Regions from separate parts of the Mus musculus genome. Here all the other regions are linked to region 1. Evidence: chromatin contacts called from public Micro-C and promoter capture Hi-C data. All regions are on one chromosome and are shown on one strand. The core of a region is the stretch at or near the end of the contact, and the rest is flanking DNA. Distances in the headings are between cores, read along the strand shown.

The links. Promoter capture Hi-C pulls out the DNA fragments that hold promoters and counts their contacts. A called contact is a pair of places that touch in the nucleus more often than the background predicts.
Region 2: a contact with region 1 is called in a promoter capture Hi-C map of liver, with 4 times the contacts expected there. The contact joins the promoter of Raver2 here to the promoter of Ror1 in region 1. A contact is called at or near these places in 6 of 39 promoter capture datasets (cranial neural crest, embryonic stem cells, hippocampal neurons and 2 more) and 1 of 484 Hi-C or Micro-C datasets (embryonic stem cells).
Region 3: a Micro-C map of embryonic stem cells shows a contact between it and region 1, with 4 times the contacts expected there. The contact joins the promoter of Cachd1 here to the promoter of Ror1 in region 1. A contact is called at or near these places in 2 of 484 Hi-C or Micro-C datasets (both in embryonic stem cells) and 3 of 115 datasets of contacts at active chromatin or transcription factors (craniofacial prominence and embryonic stem cells).

What each region holds. Positions count from the first base shown.
Region 1 is chr4:100,093,909-100,097,453 of GRCm38.p6, forward strand. Ror1 (receptor tyrosine kinase-like orphan receptor 1) reads left to right here and starts at 1,883. Exons shown (of 9, transcript NM_013845.5): 1 at 1,883-2,401. The coding sequence starts at 2,311. It overlaps Gm35701 (a long non-coding RNA gene), which reads right to left and starts at 1,735. Exons shown (of 3, transcript XR_376465.2): 1 at 1,570-1,735; 2 at 1,317-1,451; 3 at 1-305.
Region 2 is chr4:101,067,121-101,070,665 of GRCm38.p6, forward strand. Raver2 (ribonucleoprotein, PTB-binding 2) reads left to right here and starts at 1,918. Exons shown (of 12, transcript NM_183024.1): 1 at 1,918-2,209. The coding sequence starts at 1,994. Gm35956 (a long non-coding RNA gene) reads left to right here and starts at 2,217. Exons shown (of 2, transcript XR_867959.2): 1 at 2,217-3,545.
Region 3 is chr4:100,774,780-100,778,324 of GRCm38.p6, forward strand. It overlaps Cachd1 (cache domain containing 1), which reads left to right and starts at 1,900. Exons shown (of 27, transcript NM_198037.1): 1 at 1,900-2,589. The coding sequence starts at 2,350.

The DNA of each region.
Region 1 (3,545 bases), core at 633-3,132:
AAAAAATTCTTCAGATTGTGGTCTAACTCTTGTTCACGGATCAAGTTCTTCTGGTTGTTGTTTGAGGAACCCAGGCAACAGAGACAGTCAAAACAGAGTTTTTATCCCCAGCAAAGTGACAGCTCATTATAAAATCCTAACGCTGAGTCCAAGAGGCAGCGGTGAGAGAGATCCCATCTAAACTCATTTACAGAGACCCTATAACATGCGGGGCTTCAGTTAAGGTCTTTCAGCCTCCTCATGGGAACAGGTCTGGGTATTGTCCATGGTTCATAGGGAGTGTGGACAAGTCATTCATTTTCTTTCTGCAAAACAATATTTTAAAAAAATTATTATCATTAATAATAATAATACTTATTTACTTTACATCTCACTCACTGCCCCCTTCCTGGTCACACCCTCCCATCATCCCTCCCCAACCCCTTCCCTTCTCTGAGCTGGTGAGGGCCTCTTGGGTAACCCCTACCCTGGCACATCAAGTGCCTTTGAGGCTAAGTGCATCCTCTCTCACTGAAGCCAGACAAGGTAGCCTAGCTAGAACATATCCAGGCACAGGCAACAGCTTTTGGGATACCTCAAACTCCAGTTGTTCAGGACCCACATGAAGAGCAAGCTGCACAACTGTTACATATGTGTGGGGAGGCCTAGGTCCAGCCTGTGTATATTCTGTGGTTGGTGGTTCAGTCTCTTGAGAGCCCCAGGGGTCCAGGTTAGCTGACTCTGTTGGTCTACTTGTGGAGTTCCTATCCCCTCAGGGGTGGCAATCCTTTCTCCTATTCTATAAGATTCTCCCAAGCTCCATCTGCTGTTTAGCTGTGGGTGTCTGTATCTGTCTGAGTCAGCTGCTGGGTGGAGCCTCTCAGAGGATAGCTGTGCTAGACTCCTGTCTCTGCACACCAACTTTTAAAACTGCAATATGTCTCACTGTCTATAATGCAGCAGGCAAGCAGAAGGTACTTAGTAGGAAGCCAGGTGACCATGGACAGATTCTGAGTATCTTTGTGTTCTGGGGAACAATATTGACAGGGGTCCTTAGCTACTCTTGCATCCTTGGAATCCAAGTCAGTCTGGCATACAGTGGGTGCTCACTTTATATGATCCAGGGTGTTCTTGGTACTGAACTCCCAAGAGCATTTATGAATTACAAAACCAATAAACGGCAAACCAGGAGAAAAAAATAAAAACACTGTAAGTAATGTAAATAGGAGGTAATAGACTTGCTTAGCTGAGCAAGAGCAAGAGAAATACACCGTATGTAAAGAAACAGAACACTTATGTGATATAAAAAATATTAAAAAGACAAACTGAAATATTACTCTGTTCATGTTCAGAAGGCAGAGAAACAACTTTCAGGAGGCCGGGGGGACAGTGACAATAAAGAACGAAGATGAATCTTCTCTTAATGTCCTAAAAGAAGCAGATCAGATGAGCTTGGTGTAGATGTAGTGGTCCTAGGATTAAAAACAAGAAGACACATGAGTCACTTGTATTTGGGCTCCCCCTTAAGCAACTTTTGGGAAAGAAGAAATTAAATGGGGCACGGTGTAATATCTGTACATGTTCCCTCACCCAAGGCAGTGGCAGAGAAAGACAGTTAAAATCTGGGCTTCCTAACTTATCCAGTCACACTTTACACTGGAAGCCCATCTCCCTAAAGTCCTTCTCCGTCAAAATGTCTCAAAGGTCCCATCAACATCAATGGCTGGTCCCCAGCGAGTGGGGGGTGGGGAGTGGGGTTGGGGGGGAGGGGGAGGGGGCGGAGGGGGGATGATGGGTTAACAGGAGGTGTGGTAGCTGCTTTCCGAGATGCCTTGGAAGGTGCGAGTCCAGGAGGTAGCAGTAGAGGGCGCTGGGACCCCGGCCTGGGCCCGCCTCTGCCATTGGTCCGGGCTGGGGCGCTGGGTTGTGGAGTTGGTGGAAAGTGACAAGTTGGGCGAGAAGAGAGATCGTGGAGAGCTGGAGGAGCCTCGGCTTAGTGAGCCCCGAGACCGCAGCTCCAGGCACTGGGCACGCTCTTCTGCAGTCGGAGCCGGAGACACACGGTTCGCAAGAGCGACACAGAGAGCCTAGGACTGAACAGCCGGCTGAGTCAGGGCTGCTGCGGAGTACCGACCGGGAGGAGCCGCGCTCCCAGGTCCAGGGCGGCAGAGCGGAGACGAGGGAGCAGGTCAGAGGGACAAAGAGTTTTGCAAAGGCCCCCCGGTGTCCTGCGAGTGCCTGCGGCAGGACGAAGTGACCCGGAGCCCTGGGCGAACCCGTGGATGTTCTGCGCGCCGCCAGGGAGCCGCCAGCACCGCCACGAGAGGAGGAATGCACCGGCCGCGCCGCCGCGGGACGCGCCCGCCACCGCTGGCGCTGCTGGCCGCGCTGCTGCTGGCCGCACGCGGGGCTGATGCCCAAGGTAAGCAGCGCCCGCGCCCGGGTTCCACCGTCCGCCCCCCCCCAGAGCTGAGTGCCCGGTGAGCGCCTCGCCGGTCCCGGAGCTGGTCATTCGACCGCCGCCTGCACGGGCCGCCCGAGGGAGGCCATCCAGGACTCTCTCTGAAGCTCGGCTGCGGGCTGGGCTCTGGAGGACTGGTCGTAGGCATCCAGCTGTGGTTGTCAGTGCTGACAGGAAGTGTAGAAGAACTTTGGAGGTGGTGTGTGTGTATGTGTGTGTGTGTGTATGTATGTTGGGGGAGATGCTGATCCTTTGCCTATCTCTTTCTGGATTCCTACCGCACCCCAACTGGGGTCCAGTTTATCTACTTCTCTATCCCAGAAAGAGTTTGTATTTTCAGTGGCGCCTCCGACAGAGCCCAGGCGGTCCGCGAACCCATACAAACAAAAGCCCTGTACTCCCAGGACTCCCTTGTCCTTGCGTCTTCTCTGTTTGGTGTTCGGAGCCTCCTGCCCTCTAGAGGGTCATCCTGCAGACCAAAACCTTTGCTCTTCCGCTGCCACTTTGTGCAGTTAGAGGCGGCCTGCTGCTCCAAAATACTCTGGACTCCGGGGTGCACGTGTGCAAGTGTGTGTGTGTGTGTGTGTGTGTGTGTGTGTGTGTGTGTCGAGGTGGAAGAAATAGAGGTCATCTAATGCATACTTGATTTTGGTCATCTCCAGAGACAATCGCTACAGTTAGAGAAAGCCTCCACCGGCAGCCGGAGCGTCTTAGTTCCCTGCGGGAAGCTTGGATCCTCGCTGGGTCTGAGCCTGCACACAATGAGAGGGAAGAGCCCGCTGCGCCTGTGGAGACAACCAATTCATTCTTTGGAAGTTAGAGGGGGAAAGTTGATTAAAGTCTCTGGGGGTCTTGGGCCTCACTTTTAACATGCATCCCTTGAGGGGGTGTTGGAGCCCCTGAACTCTTCCCGCCCCCACTTCCAGCCCCCAGCCTCTCTAGATAAACAGAAATATTTACCATTCATATCTTTACCATTCATCTGTAAGCCAGTTAGGGAAGAGTCTAGTTTACTGAACAGCTGGGGAAAAGAACCACTCACTGAATGACTGCTGAATTAGTTTCTACTAAAAGTTAGGGGTGACTTTCTTGGTACAAAGCTCTC
Region 2 (3,545 bases), core at 668-3,167, 970 kb after region 1:
AACAGAAGTACTAAGCAGGCACCCTGCCCTGTGGAGTTCCCACTCCCTGGCTGGGATCCTGAAGTGGAGAGAGAGAGCTGAGACCATGCACTCACTGTTCTCTGCTTCTGCTTGTGGATGCCTTGTGAGCAGCTGCTTCAAGCTTCTGTTACATTGACCTCTCTGCTAGGGTGACTCTGTCCTTGAATGGTGGACTGAAATAAGCCTCTTCTCCCTTAATTTGCTTTGGTTGGAGATTTTGTTTTGTTTTTAAATCAGAGCAACATGAAAAAAAAAATAAGCTGACATGTTTATAAGGTGTACTTCCCATTATCAGTTAAAAAACGACCTGCGGCGGTACTGGGTGCATTTACAGCTTTTGCCAACCGTCACCTCTCTATAGTTCCAGAACATGTCTATTGCTTCACGGGGACATGTGAGCCAGTGGAGCCATTGCGTTCCATGGCCTGCTCTGCTCAACCCTTGCCTAGCTCTTGGTTTTGCTCTGTGGATTTACCTGATGAGAAGAATCACACAGTGAGTGACTGTCGTCTCTATCTTCTTTCACCTAATGATCTGGAGGTTCACCTACCTTTTGGCAGCCTTCGCCTTCCTTTTATAGCTGAACAATATTCCACTGTGGGTACAGACTGTAATAGGCCTATTGGATCTTCTCTCTGTGTCTAGGGAATAGGGTTGTAAATACTGGGGCACCGCCCTCACTCATGTTAATGATGTAAGTATTCTAGAACAGTCTGAGGACTATTAACCGTAATTTTGGGGTAGAGTGATTACAGATGACTTATTTTTATAATATTTAGAACATTGAGCCTAATCACACCAGCTTCCATTTCTTCATGTGTAATGGGAAGAAAATAAGCTTTGCCTAATTGGATTTTTTTTAAAGGGAAGCACTGTAACATACTTAGAAATATGTGGGTGGCACCTGCTCAGTACTGAATTTATGATTTTATTCATTTGATGTGTGTGTGTGTTTCTCTGGAAGCCAGAAAAGTGCATTGGATCCGCTGGAGGCAGAGTTACAGGTAGTTGTGAGCCATCTGACTTGGGTACTCGAATTAGTACTGTGGTCCTCTGCAAGAGCAGCAAGTGCCCTAAAGCGATACGCCATCTCTCCAGCCCTTTCATGATATTTAAAGCATTTTCCTTTAACAGATCACTTGCTGGGTTAAACAGGCTTTTTTTTTTTTTTTTTTTTTTTTGTGCATTTTCATGGGGCACACTTAAGTAAGGTGTGTGTTCCTATTTGCTAATAGTCATTACAGCTGGTGAGAGTTGAAGGGTATTTATTATATTTTGTAGATCTCACTTTAACTAGGTATATCTTTCCACAGTATGTCTCCTTCCAAGTTTCAATTCAAATAATCAAGGAACTTATTCCCCTGCCTTCTGCCGAAGCTGTCCTAGTCTTTGTTTCAGCTTTGATTTGTGTTGCAAATACAACTAGCCAGGTTGTCATCTTAGGCCGCAAAGGGACCGATGAAAGATAATGATTTCTTATACACAACCAGGAAAATTTGTTATGCTCAGGTCTTACTAAATAATACCAAACCTTCCCCCAGAATATTTTTAGATAAATCTCATATGTTATTTTTCATCGAAAACTTAACTTTGCCAAATGCGCACTTCTTGATGTGTCAGAATTGAGGCCAGGAGTTCTCTGGCCTGCGCAGTGGCGCCTGAGGCCCTCGGATTTGAGAGGCGAGGCCGAGCGCGGCGAGCTAGGGGTAGTGTTGGTAGGGGTTCGAGTCCCACCATGTTACCGCGTCCTAGATTCCGCAGGTGTCCTGCAGGGGGAGGGGGCGGAGCGTCGGGGGCGTGGCTGGATAGGGCGTGTCTCCGGGCTCCGCCCCTCCCGCGTCGGCGGCTGCGGCGCCTCCCCCGCCCGCGCGCCCTTGCTCCGCGTCCGGCCCGCCTCGCCCCCGCGCGGCCTCTCCGCTTTCTCTCCCGCTTCGCTCCGGCCTCTCCGAGTCTGCAGCGGGGCGCCGGGAAGATGGCGGCGCGGGGAGGCGGCGCGGGGGGCGCGGGCTCGGGATCCGGACCCTCTGCTGGGACGGCGGGGGAGGCCGCGGAGCCCGCGCTGCGCCCGGGGGAGGTGGCTGCGCTGCACCCCCAGGAGGTGGCTGCACGGCTGCAGCGGATGCGACGGGAGCTGAGCAACCGGCGGAAAATCCTAGTGAAAAACCTGCCCCAGGACAGCAGCTCCCAGGTATGGGCACCGGGCCGGGGTGACCGGGGCGGGTTTGGGGACACCGCAAAACCGGAGGAGACCGTAATGGTCCCGGCGCCTAGGAGAGAAGGAGGTATGCGCACCGAGCCCAGAGCCCTTTGCCTCGACGAAGCCTTTCTGCAGCCAGCGAGAGCAGCGTGTTGGGAAACTGAGGCTGGGCAAGGCGGAGCGGCTCGTGCAAGGTCAGGGGGTTCTGGGGCGGATGCTGCCACGTCTGGTCTGTACTTTGTGTTCCCTCCAGCCCAAGGCGGTGTTGAAGGTGAAGGCGCGTGGTGGGGAGCTGAGGAGCTCAGATTTAGGGGGCTGGCTTCCGGAGCCCCTCGAGAAGGGAAGGGGTCCCGCGTAGGGTGTTGGGGACTTGGATTGCCACGGGGGCGGGGTCACGGGAAAGCTGGGCGAGTTCTTCTGCAGAAGCACTTGACCAAGTTTGTATGAAACAACTTTGCTCCGCTTGTTAAGGCCGCAGAGAGCAGAGGCTGATACTGCGCCGGCAGTCTTGCAGCCTTCTGCCAAACCAAGTATGGCAGGATTTGTTTCTGTGCTTGCGCGGAGTTTAAAGCTAAGCAGCTCGCAGTCTTTAATCCAGATTAACTGTTGCTTCTTGGATTAGAAAGCCCGAGTCGACTTAACTTCTTTTTTTTTTTTTCCCTGATTGCGAAAGTTAAAATCTTATTGTAGGAGCGCTAGAGAATTTGAAGGATTTTCTCGGGATTCATATTCATTCATTCTCATTCATAGCCCTCCCCATTTTTTTCTCTCTGTTTTTCCCTCTTTTCCTCTCCTTTCTTTCTTTGAGACAGCGTGCCAAGTATCCCCAGGCAGGCCTTGAATTTCTGATCCTCCTTTCTCCACCTACCATGTGCTAGGATTTCAGGTGTGTACCACAGGCTCGGCGCAACAGTCCTGCATGCATGAGAGAGTGTGTGTTTATTACTCCCAAGACTTCATGAATGCATGCAACACTCTACCAACTGAACTATAACCATGTTGTCTTTCTTCCTTTTCTTGTGCACAAGTATGCACATGCATTTGTTTTTGTTTTTTATCAAAAACATGAAACAATGTAGCATTCTTTAGGTTTCCTACAGTTTTCCTGAAGATGCTTGTACGTTGCATGTATAGGTATTTGGTGTAAACTAGATCTGCCTTGATAGGTCGGACCACGGAAGGAATTTCATAAACCCACCCTATTCTGTTATGAAATTCCTCATACAGAGTTCATACAGAGTTGCAAGAGGACTGGTTAGTGACAGTTGCATGTTCTCTGTGACTTATAGAATATGATAATGCCTACCTCATTACCATTGGTAGACTT
Region 3 (3,545 bases), core at 650-3,149, 680 kb after region 1:
TTTTCTTTTTGAGACAGGGTTTCTCTGTATAGCCCTGGCTGTCATGGAACTCACTCTGTAGACCACCAGGTTGGCCTCACACTCAGAAATCTGCCTGTCTCTGCCTCCCAAGTGCTGAGATCAAAGGTTTGTGCCACCACTGCCTGGCTATGACTGAGTTCTTAAAAATCAAAGAGAGAAACTGGAAGGCGTTACTATCAAGTAAAGCAAAGAATAACTAGTTTTGTTTTCCTGCTCCGCCTCTGGTAGTTAACGTAGGCAAACCCTATAACCTGTTGTATTTGTTACTTTTCTATTGCCATGATAAGACATCATGACCAAGACGACTCATAAAATAAAATGTTTTATTTGGGGCTCATGGTTTCAGGGAGTTAGAATCCATGGCTATCATAGAGGGGATGTGGGGGGGGGGGCATGATGAAAGACAGGCATGTTTCTGGAGCAGTAGCTGAGAGTTCACGTGTCCAGACACAGTCCTGGGGCAGAGAGAGCTAACTGAGAATTTTTTTTTAAAGATTTGTTTATTTATTACACATAAGTACACTGTAGCTGTCTTCAGACACCCCAGAAGAGGGCATCAGATCTCATTATGGATGGTTGTGAGCCACCATGTGGTTGCTGGGATTTGAACTCTGAACCTTCGGAAGAACAGTCAGTGGTCTTAACCGCTAAGCCATCTCTCCAGAATGTTTTTTTTAAACCTCAAAGACCATCCCTAGTGGCACACTCCTCCAAAATGACCACACCTTCTAATTGTTCCCAAACAGCCCCAAATTGGGGACCAAGTACTCAAACATAAGAGTATGGTGGGGGGCATTCTCAGTTACCCCCTCCCCTCACATTTGCCTACCCATAGCTGTAGTTTCTAGGACTCTTGAAGCAGCACATTCATAGTCTATAGGAAAGTGAATGAATGCTTTATACAGGGACACTCGCCCTGCAGCACACACTTGTTTCTCTATGGTGGCTCTCAGAGAGCCTGATCCAGTACTCAGGAGCCATACCTGCCATGCTTATGAAAGCAGGAGGATGCTATGAGCTCAACTTCAGCTTTGTTTTCGTTTTTATTTTTTATTTGTTATTTTTGCCTGTAATGGAGTCAGATGGATTTATACACACAAACACAAAGAGAGAGGGCAGGAGGGAGGGAGGGAGGGAGGGAAGGAGGGAGGGAGGAGAGAGAGAGAGAGAGAGAGAGAGAGAGAGAGAGAGAGAGAGAGAGAGAAACATCCAGTGGAAGGTCAGAGCACAGGCCTGAAAGTAATACTTGTGCTTAAACTCTGGGTCAGTAGCTTATCCCTGGGTGACCTTCAGCTATTTGTTGCAACTCCCTAAGGCTCGGAGTTTGTTACCTGAAAATTCAGGATCAAGATACAACCTCTTAGCCTCGTCCTGGGATTAAAGGATAATGAGTCACACACACTGAATGTAGACCTCAGAGTATTGTGCTGGCCACATGATAGCTGGTTACAAACCAAGTCCGCTGTGCCCACGAGGGCGAGCTATTGTTACTAATAAAAAATGAGGAAAGGGAGTTAAAGCTCTAAAGACAGTTGCTCCCTTCCTAGGTCTGGGTCAGGCAGAAAGCCCGAGTTCTCGAACTTAAAAGGGACTTTGGGTGGTGGGTGGGTGGAACCTGTAACACTTGGGACCCGAGATCTCCTGCACGGGCCGAGTCAGGGGGTGGGGGCGGTCGCGTGGCCAGCTATGGGAAGGTCTCAAATGATCCCCTTCTCAGGCCAGAAGGGTCCTGTGCAAGCGAGGTCCCCCAGTATCCCGGGCCCCCAGCGTCCCAGGGCGTCGCCCCGTGCAAGGAGGGAGAGGAGGGGCGAGCGCGGGACTTTCCCCGCCTCCCTCCTCTTTCCATAAATCACCGCTGCAGCGGCAGCGGCGGAGCCGGGAAGTGTACGGAGCCGGAGCGCAGCGTGGTGGCACCAGACACCTCCCTTTTCCCCGCCGCTTTCTTTCCTTTCTCTTCTCTCACTTCGGTCTTTTAAACCTCCCTCTCCCTCCTCGCCGGGAGACCGCCCCGGTCGCCTCGCCGCGCCTACACTGGTGGCGCCGCCGCCGTCTCCGGGCTGCGCCGGGACTCGGGAAAGCGAAGGCGGCGCCGCTCCGCCGGTGCTCTCAGCCGCCCGCCCGGCCTGCGGGCGCCGCGGTCTTCGAGCCGCTGCCGCCGGGCGATGGTGGCCGCCCGCGCGCCCGCGCTGCAGCCGGGCGCCCCCTAAGTTTTCCAGCTACAGCCGCCGCGCCGTGGAGCCGAGAGCGCAGGAGACGAGGAAAGTTTGGCGGGCTGCGCCTCCCGCGGCCAGCGCCCGAATCCCGTCGGCGGGAGTGGCCGGAGGCGGCATGGCCCGCGAGCCGGAGGAAGAGGAGACCGTAAGGCCGGCCGCTGTGGTCCGCCGCTGTCCTCGCTGCCCTGGCTGGCCTGGGGCCCCGCGGCCGCCCCTTTGGCTGCTCTGCCTTGTGGCATGCTGGATCTTGGGCGCCGTGGCCGACGCCGACTTCTCCATCCTGGACGAGGCGCAAGTGCTGGCGAGCCAGATGCGGAGGCTGGCTGCCGAGGAGCTGGGGGTGGTCACCATGCAGGTAAGCGACCCCCTTCGCGCCGCCTCACTTGCAGCGCTCTCCCGCTGCGCAGAGCCCTGGGCCGCTGCACGGAGTGCCCAAGCGGGCTGTGGGACCTCTCGGTTCCTGCAGACTTCACCACATCCAGTGCTCTCTGTCCCGTGTACTCATTTGCCGCTGCCCTCTTCTGCAGAGCCTCTGCCCCGCACCCACTTTCCCCCTCTTCTCGGCCCCGGCTCCTTTCTTGTTGGCTGGGGATTCTCTGCTCTATCCGCGCTTCCTTCCCCAGTTTGCACTCTCTTCCTTCGCAGATTTGTTTTCACTCGTCACTCCTGCAAACTCCCCTTTCCTCTTTGTGTTCCCATCCCTAGGCAGCGGTCCCGCCCGGCTCGGGGCATTCTCCAAGGCTCCCCCACTCCACCCTCTTGAAACCTCCCAGCGTCCTGGAGACCAGGCGCACGAGTGGGCGAGGGAGCGAAGGTAGATTGTCCGCCTGGGCCGCAGGACTGTTGGGGTCCGGGCGGCCCAGCAACCGGGGCTCGCTCTCCCTGCCCTGCCGCTTTGGGGGAGGGGAGGGGCTGATCTGGCGGATCCCCCGCTCCAGTCCTTCTGGGGACTCTTTTTCTTTCCGCTCTTGCGGCCATTGGTCGCCTCTTGTCCGCTGTGTAATTTCTGGTTTGTGTGTGCCTTCGCTGGGAAGGGCAAGGTGAATAGGGTTTCCATTTTTTTCCCCCTGCGTCTTTTGGCCTTCCCTAGGGTTGTAGATTAATTGCCTTTGGCTGATAAGGATTTCTGACGATGCTACTAATAACCCACAGTTGTAAAAATTGCTAGACAGCAACCACCTGGAGATCCTATCGCGCCGTTATTCTCATCTTCTTGGCGAAGAAGGCCCACTCAATTAGGAACTGATGAGATGACACTCCGAGTACCAAGCCAGCGAAACAGCCTAGTGCTCCAGACAACTAACTCATTCC